2 separate regions of the Oryctolagus cuniculus genome follow, and region 2 is linked to region 1. A link is a contact called in public Hi-C data. All regions are on one chromosome and are shown on one strand. Each heading gives the region's core, a stretch centred on a gene start, on an enhancer-like site or on the middle of the called end of the contact. The rest is flanking DNA. Distances are from core to core; before and after follow the strand shown. Region 1 has its middle 84 kb from the start of CD93. Region 2 has its middle 13 kb from the start of NXT1.

What was found. Hi-C and Micro-C count contacts between places; a contact is called where the count stands out from the background.
Region 2: a Hi-C map of an unstated tissue shows a contact between it and region 1, with 2.7 times the contacts expected there. The contact joins two enhancer-like sites. A contact is called at or near these places in 3 of 6 Hi-C or Micro-C datasets (ear pinna, psoas muscle and an unstated tissue).

The regions. Positions count from the first base shown.
Region 1 is chr11:47,457,455-47,464,220 of mOryCun1.1, reverse strand. No RefSeq gene overlaps it. Among named protein-coding and RNA genes, the nearest start is that of CD93, 84 kb to the right of the region's middle. Within about 2 kb of position 3,285, at least 1 of the 8 cell types and tissues checked has an H3K27ac peak or open chromatin away from gene starts, as enhancers often do.
Region 2 is chr11:47,548,946-47,555,812 of mOryCun1.1, reverse strand. No RefSeq gene overlaps it. Among named protein-coding and RNA genes, the nearest start is that of NXT1, 13 kb to the left of the region's middle. Within about 2 kb of position 3,737, at least 1 of the 8 cell types and tissues checked has an H3K27ac peak or open chromatin away from gene starts, as enhancers often do.

The DNA.
Region 1 (6,766 bases), core at 2,036-4,535:
GGCAAAGCAGTGCAAGATGGCCCAGGTGCTTGGGCCCCTGCACCCACGTGGGAGACCTGGATGGAGTTCCAGACTTCTGATTTTGGCCTGGCCCAGCTCTGGGCTTTGGGGCCATTTGGGAAAATGACCTTATTTTTGGAAAATCTCTCTCTCTGTCTCTCTAACTCTGCCTGCCAAATAAATACATAAATCATTTTAAAAAGAAAAGAAAAGAAACGATGCTAGAAGAGGCACTACTTGGGGGTTGCACCTGCTCTGGGGGCTGAAGTGGCTCCTCCTTCTGCCGCTGAAATGCCAGGGTTGGGCTTCCCCCATCTTGACCTCTGTGTCAGTTGCCCCTTGGGCTGGGGGTGTCCTGGCCTCATGTCTCCCTGTGGAGAAATCCTGTCCTGGGCTCAGACTCTTCCCGCTGTGGCACTGCCCTTACTGCCCCACTCCGTGCACCTGCAGCCCTTCAAATGCTGGGGGTGGGGCTAGTGTGTGCTCACGTTGCATCATTTCTAGGAATGCCATGGGAGGGCACTTCAAGCAGCCACTGGAAAATGAACTAAAAGACAAGTTTACCTTGGTGCCGTACGTCTTGTAATCCATGCATATCGGGTTTTCACAGTTTTTATGAAACACGAATCCTATGAGAAAATCATGCAGAAATTGCAAAACATTTTGTATGGCAAAATAAACTGGCTTTTAAATTCCATTTCCCATGGACCTTAAAAAAGATATTTATTTACTTATTTATTTCAAAAGCAGAATAGCCGAGAGAGAGAGAGAGAGAGAGAGAGAGAGAGATTGTCCATCTACTGGTTCACTCCCCAAGTGGCCGCAACAGTAAAGGAAACTTGACGCACCCAGGAAACTCCATCCGGGTCTCCCACATGGGTGCCAGGGACCCCAATACTCGAGCCATCTTCTACTGCTTTCCCAGTTGCATCCGCAGGGAGCTGGATTAAAAATGGGGCAGCCTTGGCTCAAATCTTAACCTGTCGTGCCACAGTACGGGCCTCTCCGGGGACTTTTTGGATCTCCCGTGTGTGTGCAACTCTGCTTTCTGCGTTCAGAGGAAAGCACCCTGAGTTAGGGTCCAGTGCTATCTTGGTATTCATCCATTCCTTCAACACTTTATTTCTTGGGCTCCTGCCTGCCTTGGGCCAGCCCAATTTTGAGTGAGCCTCAACTCTGCTTCTGATGCCAGCTTCCTGCCAAGGTGCACCTGCCAGGCAGCAGGTGATGGCTCAGGGTCCGGCCACCCACTTGGGAGACCAAGTTCTAGGTTCCTGGTTTTGGGCTGGCCCAGTCCTGGCTGTTGTGGGTATTTGAAGAGTGAACCAAAGGATGCATCATTTGTTCTCTCTCTCTTTCTCTCCCTCCCTCCCTCCCTCCCTCCCTCCCTCCCTCTCTCTCTGTCTCCCAATCTCTCTCTCTCTTTCTCTCTGTGTGTTTCTACCTCTCTCTCCCTATCTTTCAACTAAATATATATATTTAAAAATAGCAATAATGTACTCATCCTCTGTGAGAATCCCAGCAACCACTGTGAAATCAGTCCTGATTTGTAAAAAGCCAGGCTGTGGTTTTTGGAGCCTCACCTCCCTTCCACTCAGGACCTCCCAGACCTAGAAGAGGCTCCCTGTGCCTCCTGCACTTGCCTCACCCTCCTGGCCCATTCTCTGCCCTCCTCCCAAGCCGGACTCAGAGCCAGCTGAGGCAGGGGGTGCACAAATGCACCTGAAACTCCTGGGCTTTTTTTTTTTCTTTGCAGAAGTTTGGGCAAGCGTGCAATTTACTATGAAAAATAAGGCTTTCTAGTATTCTCCCTGCTCTTTGCCTCCCAGCCATGCCTAACAGGATTCTGAAGGCATCAGCTCAGCCTGGGCCCTTGCTGGTTCCTCAGACGATGCTGGGAGGGCACACACAGGTCTGCAGGCCTGGGAAGACTCCTGGGAAGGGGCAGGCGCGAACTCTTGTTTCTTGGATCAGCCTCTGCACCCTCAGGCGATGGACAAAGGGGAGAAACAGAGCCCGGCAGGGGATTTAAACAGGAAGGGCTGGAAGTAAAGTGAGTTTCTGGTGATTCACATGAGCAGCTGTGGGGGTGTGGAAGAGGCAGAGAAGCGAGTGCAGTTACACAGTTACACAGGAAGTTCACAGAAGGAGAAGAGAAGTTTACTTTTTACCTCCGCCAAAACACTGAAACATGCGCATGGTTATTTTTTATTTATTTATTTTAAAGATGTACTTATTTACTTGAAAGGCAGAGTTACACAGAGAGAGGGAGAGGCAGAAAAAGAGAGAGCCAGAGAGAGAGAGAGAGAGGGAGGGAGTGAGGGAGGGAGAGGGAGAGAGACATCTTCCATCTGCTGGTTCACTTTCCAAATGGGTGCAATAGCTGGGGCTGAAGTGAGGAGTCAGGAGCCTCATCTGGGTCTCCCACGCAGGTGCAGGGGCCCAAGGACTTGGGGCATCTTCTACTGCTTTCCCAGGCCATAGCAGAGAGCTGGATGGAAAGTGGAGCAGCCGGGGCTCGAACTGGTGCTGGAATCGGATGCTGGTGTTGCAGGCGGCGGCTTAACCCGCTCCACCACAGCCCCAGCTCCACATGTTTATTTTTACTAATGCACGTTTACTGTGACATTTTTAGAGACCTTCTTATTCTTATTTCAAAATTTGCTTGCATCAGCATAAACTTCTCTTTCAAGGGTCGGTTCCAAGAACGTTTTGAAGTACACATTGCATCTCAGAAAGGTACTTCTAAGAGAACAGCTGAGAGCATCCACACCACGTGCATGCATCTGTCCCTCTTTGCTGCCCCCTACCTGTCAGATGGATTCAAATCCAGATTTATTAAATTTGCTGACTCATCCCTTCCACTGCTGACTCATCCCTCCTGTTGGCAAAAACATTTCTCTCCAGGCACCTTTGAAAGGTACCCAGCTCTGGTAAGGAAACACGGCTGCTCCTTACTCTAAGTCTCGCAGTGACTGCTGCTACAGAAATAAACTCTGAAAAGAGCTGATTTTCTCATCTGCCACAGACTGTCTCAAGGTGCGCTGATGACGTGGGCCAGCTCTGGGGGTTGCACTGGTGCTGTGGGGGTCTTCAAAACGTCTGTGAACATGTGCATTTGGAAAAACCTGCGCTGGGACTTCAAGAACATGTTTGCATCCGAATAAATGTATCCTTTTATTCCATTTTGCACAAAAGTTTTGCAGCACCCTGGTACTGCCCAGCTGCTCCTTGCCAGCGTGTGGCCCGGAAGCTGGGAGCTGAGGCGCCAGGGAAAGTGAAACCCGATGGGAAGACCCCCCTGGATCCCACCGGGTGCTTGATCACCTTGTGATTGTCCTTGGAAAACAATCCCGGGAGTGGATCTCCCCTCCTCTGTCATCAGCCAACCCACCCCCAGGCTGGCCTTTCTCCAGCCAGGAGCTCCATCCCGCTAAGAAACCTGTTGGAGCCAGCAGCCTCTCTCCGTCCTGCTCCATCCGCTCTGCCCACACTTCCTCTGCATGTCTCTTCTCTAAACAAGGCCTGGGCGCTTTCCTGTTTTCCAGGTCCTAAAGGAGCTCCAGCAGTGGGGAAGGGAAATGGTCCACACAGCCCTTCCCTTTGTCTTAGCAGGGCCTCCCACTGGAGCAAGTAGGATTTGCAAAGTGGGGAGGACCTCCCCTCCCCCTCTCTGCAGCACGTCTGCCAGCGACAACAAGGGTGCAGTGAGAGAAAGTGTGTGTGGCAGATGCAGAAGCCACGCCCCTGGGCCCTGCAGCTGGGTCATAAATCATCCACAGTCACTAGGAAGGGGACAGCAGCCTAATAGCTTGCAGCCTCTGGCAGCGACGACATGAGAACCTGGGGAGGGCTATCGCAAAGAAAGTGTGGTTTCTAGTTTGCCAGTTACAGTTCTGCTTAAGGACACAAAGGTTGCCCCAGGCATGCTTTGGTTCCTCGATCTTTGGACACCCCCTTCTTCCCAGAGGGACATAGCTGGCAGCGTGGGTGGAGCTGAGGAAGGGGGTCTGGGCCAGCAGCTCTGCCTAGGCACTCAGAGGGCCACATAGCATTTGACCTTGACCTCTGCTTCTCCCTTTCCCTGGGCGTGGCTTCCGGGAGAGCCAGCCAAGGGCTTCCACGCCCTCTGCTACTTCACCTTGGCATCACATAGTCAATATTTTGGCATCTTCCGAACGGTGGTCAGTAGAGGTCAGCCCAGCCGGGGGTGGGCATGGGTGTTGGGTCGGCTCGGTGACCATGGGCGACGCAAGATCGTGGTCCTGTGCCTTCCCAGCATTTTCTCTTCCCTGAATCTCCCTCATCTCCCTGCCAAGGCTGGGAGGAAGTGAGGAGGTGCCCTCCTCCTGTTGGGCTCAGGGTGCTCATCTGTTGGACTCCTGTTTCCCAGGCTCCTGTGGGTGCCTAAAACCTGGATAGCTCCCAACCCCATGCAGGCTGCACTCCAGGGCAGACTGTAGAAAAGTTCATTAAAAATGTGCATTATGAAAAAAACATGGGCTGTTGCGGTGCAAACATCTCATATGGGCACTGGTTTGAGACACGGCTGCTCTGCTTCCAATCCAGCTCTCTGCTATGGCCTGGGAAGGCAGTGGAAGATGGCCCAAGTCCTTGGGCCCCTGCACCCGCTTGGAAGATCTGGAAGAAGCTCCTGGCTCCTGGCTTCAGATCGGCCCAGATCCAGCCACTGGGGCCATCTGGGGAGTGAGCCAGCGGATGGAAGACCTCTCTCTCTGTCTCTCCCTCTCACTGTCTGTAACTCTGCCTCTAAAATAAACAATTTAAAAAAACTTAAAATTTTTTTAATTCAAAAAGAAAAGAGCATGAATTTAAACATGTTTGGAAATAAACTTATCTTTTTAATTCATGTTTTCCATAAACTTTTAAAGTTTTTCTTAGGAATTACTTATTTATTTTGAAGGCAGAATTACAGAGAAAGCGAGAGACACAGAGAGGGAGAGACAAAGAGAGATCTTCCATCTGCTGTTCACTACAGCAGCCGGGGCTGGGCCAAGCCAAAGCCATGAGCCTGAAACTTCCTCCAGCTCTCCCACATGGGTGCAGGGCCCCAAGCACTTAGGCCATCTCCCACTACTTTCCCAGGCACATTAGCTGGCAGCTGGATCGGAAGTGGGGTAGCCAGAACACGAACCGGCACCTGTATGGGATGCCTGTGTCTCAGGTGGTGACTTTACCCACTGTACCACAACATCAGGCCCCACAAACCTCATGAAGTTGGCTCAGACATACATAAAGTGTAATTTACAAATCAGGCACAGTAAGAGATCGTCCACTCTAACCAACAGCAACATAGAATGATTACAGCAATGTCCTGTCGTTGAAGTTATTTAAAACTTACGGATTGTCGATTTCTGGAATTTTCCCTTTCATAAACTTTCATGACTGACACTGTGGATCAGGCCACTGAGACCGTCCACTGTTCGTGGGCCGTCTACTGAGTCGTAGGTGCTGTCGTCACCGTGGGGACGTGGGACAGAAAGCAGAGTCCCTTGCCTTCCTGCACCTGCAGGCTTTACCTCGGGCTTCCAGAAGTGAGAGGTGTGACCAGCTCTGTCACAGCATGGGGTTGGGAGCAGAGGTAACATTTTTCTTTTAAAGATTTTATTTATTTATTTGAGAGGCAGAGTTATACACAGAGAGAGGGAGAGAGAGAAAGAGAGAGAGAGAGAGAGATCTTCCATCCGCTGGTTCACTCCCCAAATGGCCGCAACTGCTGGAGCTGCGCTGATCCAAACCCAGGAACCAGGAAATTCTTCCGGGTCTCCCACGCGGGTGCAGGGGTTCAAGGACTTGGGCCATCTTCTGCTGCTTTCCCAGGCCACAGCAGGGAGCTGGCTCAGAAGTGGAGCAGCCAGGACTCGAACTGGTTCCCATATGGGATGCTGGCACTGCAGGTAGCTGTTTAACCTGCTACGCCACAGCACCAGCCCCAGCATTTTTCTTATCTGATAAGCTGGGCTGCCCTTTAGGAACTTGGGACTCCTCTAGATCCACATTGGAGTGAGCGGTCGGCTTCCTTCCCTGGAGGGGCCGAGCACTCTGACTCACGGAGCGCAGGCACACAGCATTAACCATCATCCAAGAACTAGAGATGGGGAAACAGGCTCCACCCAGCGGCCACAGGAAATGCTTCCTAACCCTCAGAAGACACTTGGGACTTGTGCAGGGCTTTGGGGAAAAATGAAATAGGCAGCAGTGTTTTAAGGAAGGGACAAGACGTTGGTTTTCATCCTCATTCTGGTTTCTAAAAAAGGTGCGAGATACATTATAATGAAAGAAGTAGAGAAATGAAGATGGGCGAAAGATAATGATTAAAAGCAGGCGTGATGCACTGAACGAGACGGGAGGAAAGAGCAGCTCCTGTCTTTTAATAATTGCGTTGGGAAATATTCATCATTTAAAACAAAAATGAGGGACTGGCATTGTAGGTGCAGCAAGTTAAGCCTCCTCCTGCAATGCTGGCATCCCAGATGAGCTCTGGTTCGAGTCCTGGCTGCTCCACTTCTTTTTTTTAAGATTTTTTTTTTATTTGACAGGTAGAGATATTGATAGTGAGAGAGAGAGACAGAGAAAGATCTTCCTTCCGTTGGTTCACCCCCCAAATGGCTGCTACGACCGGCACTGCGCCGATCTGAAGCCAGGAGCCAAGTGCTTCTTCCTGTTCTCCCATGCGGGTGCAGGGGCCCAAGCACACGGGCCATCCTCTACTGCCCTCCCAGGCCACAGCAGAGAGCTGGACTGG
Region 2 (6,867 bases), core at 2,488-4,987, 91 kb before region 1:
TGGGAGAAACAGTTCCTGGCTCCTGGCTTCGGATCGACCCAGCTCTGGCTGTTGTGACCATTTAGGGAGTGAACCAGTGGATGGAAACTCTCTCTGTCTTTCCCTCTCTAATTTTACCCCTCCGATAAATAAATAAAATCGTTAAGAAAAAAATACATACATAAATCCTCCCCCCCCAAAAAAAAAAGTACACCAGGGTGCACCCTGCGTCTGCTGCCTTTCCCTCAGCATCACGGTTTCACGCTGGGTCTGCGTGTGGTTGTAGACGCCTGCTCTCCCGGGGATGGGGCCTTGCACAGTGAGTAGGCCACCATCTATATTAATCTGTTCTACTTGTGATGGGCATTCGTGCTGCTGCAGACAGCCTGGTAACAGGGTGTGCCTGGCCCAGCAGTGCCCACATCATGGGATCTTGCAGGAAGTACAGATCCTGCCCCACACCAGCATGAGGAATGACTGTGGTCCTGGCCTAGCCCGGCCAGTATGGGAGCTGGGCAGGAGACCAGAGCCTCCCCAGATTCCAGATCTCACATGGACGAATGCCCCTGATCAGCCCAACGGTGCCAGCTGACATGTGGGATACCAGCACTGCCCACGTTGGGCGCGGCACAGCACTTTTGTAGGGTAGGCGCTAGGCCCACACCAGAGGTGGCTTCTGCCCTGCTGGTGGGAGACACGTGGGCTTAGGAGGCTGAGCAGGCTGGAGCGGGGAGAGGCGAGGCGATGACTGGGAGGTGCACTGGGTAGGGGGTAGAGAAGCGAGGAGTGGTGAGGAGCAGCTGTGGACAGTGCAGCCCGGATTAACACTTGACCTTGACCTCAACCCCCATTTAGGAAGAGAATTTGTTTCACCCCTGAAAGTTCTCAGGTCCCTTCCATCCCCGACCCTCAAGCAATGCTGATCTGCGGCAGGTTTTCCTTTTGGATAACTTCCCCTAAGTAGAAGGAATCGCACTAGGCAAGTGGTCCTTGGAATCTGGCTGCTTCTGCTCAACCTGATGACTCCGAGCTCTGGCCACGTGGCTGGGGACACTCACAGGGAGTCGTGTCCCACTGGGTGGCTGGCCCGCCCTCTCTGGACTGTGACACCTCAAGTTTCCGGAGCACGTTTGTCTGGTCTTTTCTGTGCAGTTGGCTTTTCATATGGGAGCAGAATTGCCATTCTGGGGGTGAAGGGTACATGGCACTTGTACATGGCACTTGATAAGCAACATCCAAGCTGCTTGTCCAAGTGGCAGCCTCATGTTCTGCCCTCCAAGCAGGTGTGAGAATTCTTCCATGTCTTCACTGGCACATGGTCAGAATGGCGAAAAGCCCAGAGCAGTCTAGCTGGCAAAGTGGCCTCGTGCTGCGTCTGTGATGAGAGAGTTGGCTGCAGCTGGAGGGCAGGACGTACAGCCCGGTCTGGGCTTGCCCTGGGTCTCTTAAACTCAGAATCTCCTAGTTGGCGTCCCAGCATGAGCACACGTTTTAAAGCCGTCCAGCTGTGGTTGCTGAGGAGGTCAAATATCACCTGGCTGAGAGGGAGGCACCTGGTGCATGGAGGCTCTGCTGGCTGACATTAGCAGGGAGCTGAGTTGGGAGCGGAGCAGCCAGGACTCACCCCAGTGCTTTCATGTGGGATGCCTGCATCACAGGTGCACCACAGTTCTTCAGGTCCCCACTAGTATCTGATTGGGCATAATTTCACCTTCATACATCCCTGGAGGAAGTCAGCTATTGGATTTTTAGACATTTGATTTTTAGACATTGGATTTTTAGGATTTGTCAGACAGTTGTATCCCTCCTGCCTTCTTCCAGTGCCTTGTAGATGTGTGATGCACCCCCTGGCATTGTAAAAAAAAAAATCGGAATGTCTGCAATTCGCAGAAGAGAGTATGCCCCTGTGGTGGAGTCTGTTGAAATCTGCTAAAGACCAGACTCTGTCCACGCCGGCTCTGCCCGTCCTCTGAATGCCTCCCTGGCCGGTCCTTCCAGGAGAACCAAGCAGTGATTGGCCCCTGGGCCCGTTCATGGTGCCCCCTTCTGCCCCCAGGGGAGCACGTGTGCAGTTGGCAAGGGTGCAGATAAATAAACCCAGCAGCCGCACAGGCGCCATGCCTGCAAGATCCAACTGCAGGAGAACGTGGGGAAGCTGCTGTTGGTTCTGTCCTCCCTCAGTCATTAGCTTAACTGTTGTTTATTTAGAGGAACAGAGCAGATTGAAACAAAAAGACTGGGATAGAATTAACGCACATCAAAACGATTTGCTAAACAAGGCTCCCAGTAAATGCTTCTTGGCTTCCGCTTGGGCTGAGGCTGCAGTCCTGTGCATACACAGCGGGAATGCAGCAGGGAAGTCACCCCAGCCCTGCCCCAAATGCCTTTTGTGGATGCAGCAGGGAGCAAAGGAGGACCTCGGCTTTCAGGTCCTCTGCACAGGTGCTCGGGGGCTCAGTTTCGAGCGGGGAATCTCCGAGCTGAGAGAACGGAGCGCTGTTTGCAGATGTTCTAAGGGATTTGCACATCTGGAGGTGAGCACACATGGCGTGCACCCCTGAGAGGACGTTTGTGCCATACTCAGAGGAGCGCCGTAGAGAGGGTGGGCCGTGAGCTTCCTGGCTATCAACTCCAGATGATGCCTCTTCCTCAAGCCAACGACTCCTGTGGCAGGGCCTTGGCAGTGGGAAGAGTCAAGACAGCCTTCATGATTTGTGGGGCAACATTCCAAAGTCCTCTCTTCTGGGTATTTTGAAATACACAATGCATTTTTTTTTTTAACTTCAGTCACCCTGCCATGCAGAGCACCGGACCTCAAGTCTCCTGTCTGTGTAGAACTTGGTGCCTGGTGGCCAATCTCTTGCTCCCCAGCCTCTGATAACTACTACTCATTTTTTTTTTTTTTGGACAGGTAGAGTTATAGAGAGAGAGAGAGAGAGAGAGAGAGAGAGAGAGAAAGGTCTTCCCTCCATTGGTTTACTTACCAAATGGCCACTATGGCTGGTGCTGCGCCGATCCGAAGCCAGGAGCCAGGGACTTCCTCCTGGTCCCCCATGTGGGTGCAGGGGCCCAAGCACTTGGGCCATCCTCCACTGCACTCCCGGGCCACCGCAGAGAGCTGGACTGGAAGAGGAGCAACCGGGACAGAATCCGGCGCCCATATGGGATGCCGGCACCACAGGCAGAGGATTAACCTAGTGTGTCACAGCGCCAGTCCCAACTACTACTCTTAAATCGCCAACTTTTTCAGATTCTACATGGAAGTGAGGCTATGTGGCATTTGTCTTTCTGTGTCTGGCTCGAGTCACTTCATTGTCTTCCAGGTTCATGCATGTGGTCACAAATGGCAGGATTCTATTCAGTATAGACAGCTGAATAGTATAGACCAAGTATAGACAGCACAGTCTTTTGTTCACTTGAGAGGGAGGGGGCAAGCAGAAGCAAGCCGTGGGCAAGCTGCATAAATACCATGTTTTGGCCACCCCACCTGGGTTTCCACCTGTGGGTTCCCAGACAGATGCCTGGGGCCAGCACCAGCCTCCTGGGGGTGTGACCTGTGCAGTCTCAGAGGGCACAGAAAGGCCCCATGGTCAGCTTAATGCTCTGTTGCAATCATCTTGAAGTTTTTCATGCCTTTTTTTTTTCTACAGCCAAAGTGAATTTATTCAAGGGAAAATAAATTCACAGAGCTGGTTAACTGCCAATGAGCACATGACAGACAGCTGGGCTAATTCTTCGTAATTTTTCATTTTGCCCTGGGCCCACTCTGCAGATGAAGCAACTGGCTTGGCCTAAGCCAGTGGTTTCTCAACCAGCAGAGAGAAAGGAGGAATCTGACTATGGGTTTTGTGGCCCTGAGAGAAAAGCACACGACATCTGGACTCAGCCCTATGGACTGGATCTTAGAAATCCAGACACCTGGGGGCTGGCGCAGGGTGTAGTGGGTAAAACTGCTGCCTGCGATGTCAGCATCCCATATGGGTGCTGGTTCGTGTCCCAGCTGCTCCACTTCTCATCCAGCTCTCTGCTATGGCCTAGAAAACCAGTAGAAGATGGCTCAAGTCCTTGGGCACCTGTACCCTCATGGGAGACCTGGAAGAAGCTCCTGGCTCCTAGCTTTGGATCGACACAGCTCCGGCTGTTGCAGCCAGTTGGGGAATGAACTAGCAGATGGAAGACCTCTCTCTCTGCCTCTCCTCTCTTTGTGTAACTCTGACCTTAAAATAAACAAATCAATCTTAAAAAAAAAAAAAAAAAGACCAGACATCAGCCGACAGGGCATGAGAACCATGTGTGTGGGTTCACCAGGTGAAGGCTGGGCAGCCCCAGGACCAAATGAGCAGGTGTGTGATGGAGGTGGAGAGAGGGCCCTCACCTCACACACAGCCACCAGCCCTGCTGCCCGCTGAACCCAGCCACCAAGCGAGCCCAGTGGAGACGGGGATGTTGCCCTGGAAACCCCGAGATTTGCAAGGAAGAGTCGAATGCTGTTATTTTCAGTCCCAACATGTTGGGCTTGCCAGGCAGCTGCAGAGGCCTGAGGCAGGCCCACTCGGGACTAGGAACATATCTATGGAGAATGAGAGGTGTGAGGGGCCCAGGTTTTTCACTTGGAAAGCAGCAAGAGTAAGTGAATAGATGACCGTCTAAATTTAGGCGAGATGACCTAAGCCGTGAAATTCACTCTCCTCTCCAAAACTCCATGGGAGAGTTTCTCCCTTGCTTTCTTTCTCCTCTCTTTTCTCTCCACTCCCTCCATCTCTTTCCATATGCTCTTTCTGCATCAAGTTTATTGTTATTACCTATACAGCCATGACCAAACTCCATCAGAATCCATTTTTAAATTTTTTTTGTGCCAAGGATTGAGGGATGACCTATTGTGCTGTGTAGGGTATGCTTTAGATACTTAGCGACTATAACGTCACACCGTATTCCAAAGCTGTCCCAATCAGGAAATCCGGTTTTAAGCATTGATGACATTTTCTGGGCATGATGCAGTTTTGTAAAAAAATTTTTAGGGGCCAGTGCTGTGGTTCACTTGGTTAATCCTCCGCCTGTGGTGCCCGCATCCCATATGGGTGCCGGTTCTAGTCCCGGCTGCTCCTCTTCCAGTCCAGTTCTCTGCTGTGGCCCAGGAGGGCAGTGGAGGATGGTCCAAGAGCTTGGGCCCCTGCACCCACATGGGAGACCAGGAGGAGGCACCTGGCTCCTAGCTTTGGATTGGCGCAGCGCCAGCCGTAGCGGCCATTTGGGGAGTGAACCAACAGAAGGAAGACCTTTCTCTTTGTCTCTCTCTCTCACTGTCTATAACTCTGTTAAATAAATAAAAAAATTTAAAAATATTTATTTATTTATTTGAAAGTCCGAGTTACACAGAGAGAAGGAGAGGCAGAGAGAGAGAGGTCTTCCATCTGCTGGTTCACTCCCCAGTTGGCCACAACGGCCGGAGCTTCGCCAATCTGAAGCCAGGAGCCAGGAGCTTCTTTTGGGTCTCCCACATGGATACAGGGGCCCAAGGACTTGGGACATCTTTTACTGCTTTCCCAGGCCATAGCAGAGATCTGGAGTAGGGCAGCTGGGACTTGAACCAGTACCCATATGGGATGCTGGCACTGCAGGCAGCGGCTTTACCTGTTATGCCACAGTGCCGGCCCCCATGACATGAAGTTTAAATGCTGGAATCTTTGCACATACTCACCACATGTGTTCTCCATTTCCTGGAAGACTATCCCTGTGACCATGCCATAGGCTGGAGTTCAGCAGGAAAGGCAAGGCAGAGCTGGGGAAGGAACCCAACCGACAACCTTTTGCTTTTCCACATACAGAGGGTTTTAAGCGGGTAAAGGAAGCCCTGGCTTTTGAGGACTACTGGGCTCCTGCACTTGGGGAAAATGATGGCAGCTGACCTTGGGTCCAGGCTGGGCTTCTCTCCCGCAGATGTTTGGTGAGGGCGGGGATGAAGGAAGAGCTTCCCATGTCTTTGGGAAGATGCGACATAGCAACAAATAAAAATGTATCTTTACTGAGTGCCCTCCAAAGAGATAGTGAGATGCAGTCTTGCCACCAAGTTCCTGTGAACAGTGAGTGTTCCCATCACCAGCTAGTCCCTGGAGCAGCTAGCAGGGGCTGGGATGCTTACTTGTGTAGTTACTGCACTCCTGGAATCCTGGGAAAGGCTCTTTGTTAGCCTATAGCAGGAGCCAAGCCTAGAGCAAAGAAGGTAGGGCAGTCCACTGAATCCCACCACTCGGCAGCCCTGACAGGCTCAACCTGCACCCAGATGAAGCCCTCCACCACCCACCCTGTCTGCAGCCCCGTTCTTCTCCTTGACCCTTGCAACCTCCTCATCCTGAACCTCCTGCACTCACTCACCTGGCCAAGCCCAGGACACCTCTGTCTCTGTTTTCTCCTGCCATCTGGGGATTGTTTGCTGATTTCTCTGACTCTTCCACTGCTATGTTTTGAATATGATAGGGCTCTCAAATCCATGCAGTTAAATCCCAGAGTCATAAACTGAGGATGCTAAGGTGGCAGAAATGTAATCCAAGTATGACACTGAGGAGGTGAGCTTAGCGGGAGGCCACTGGGCTATTGGGTTAGGTCGATAGCTCTTGCACAAGGGTTGATTTTAAAAACTAGATCGGGCCCAGCCACGCTCTCTGCTCCCTGACTGGCCACGTGATTCTCTCTCTGCACCTGCTCTGACACTGCCATCCTCCAGCCTCACCAGATGGACAAACCAAAGGGGTCTACTTGATAATGGACTGTGAGTTCCCAAAATCGTGAGACGAAATCAGCCTCCTTCCCTCGTAATAGCTTCTCTTAGGTATTTTGTTAGGGTGACAGGAAGCTGGCTAATTCCTCTACGTGCCAGAAAATTCTCCGAGA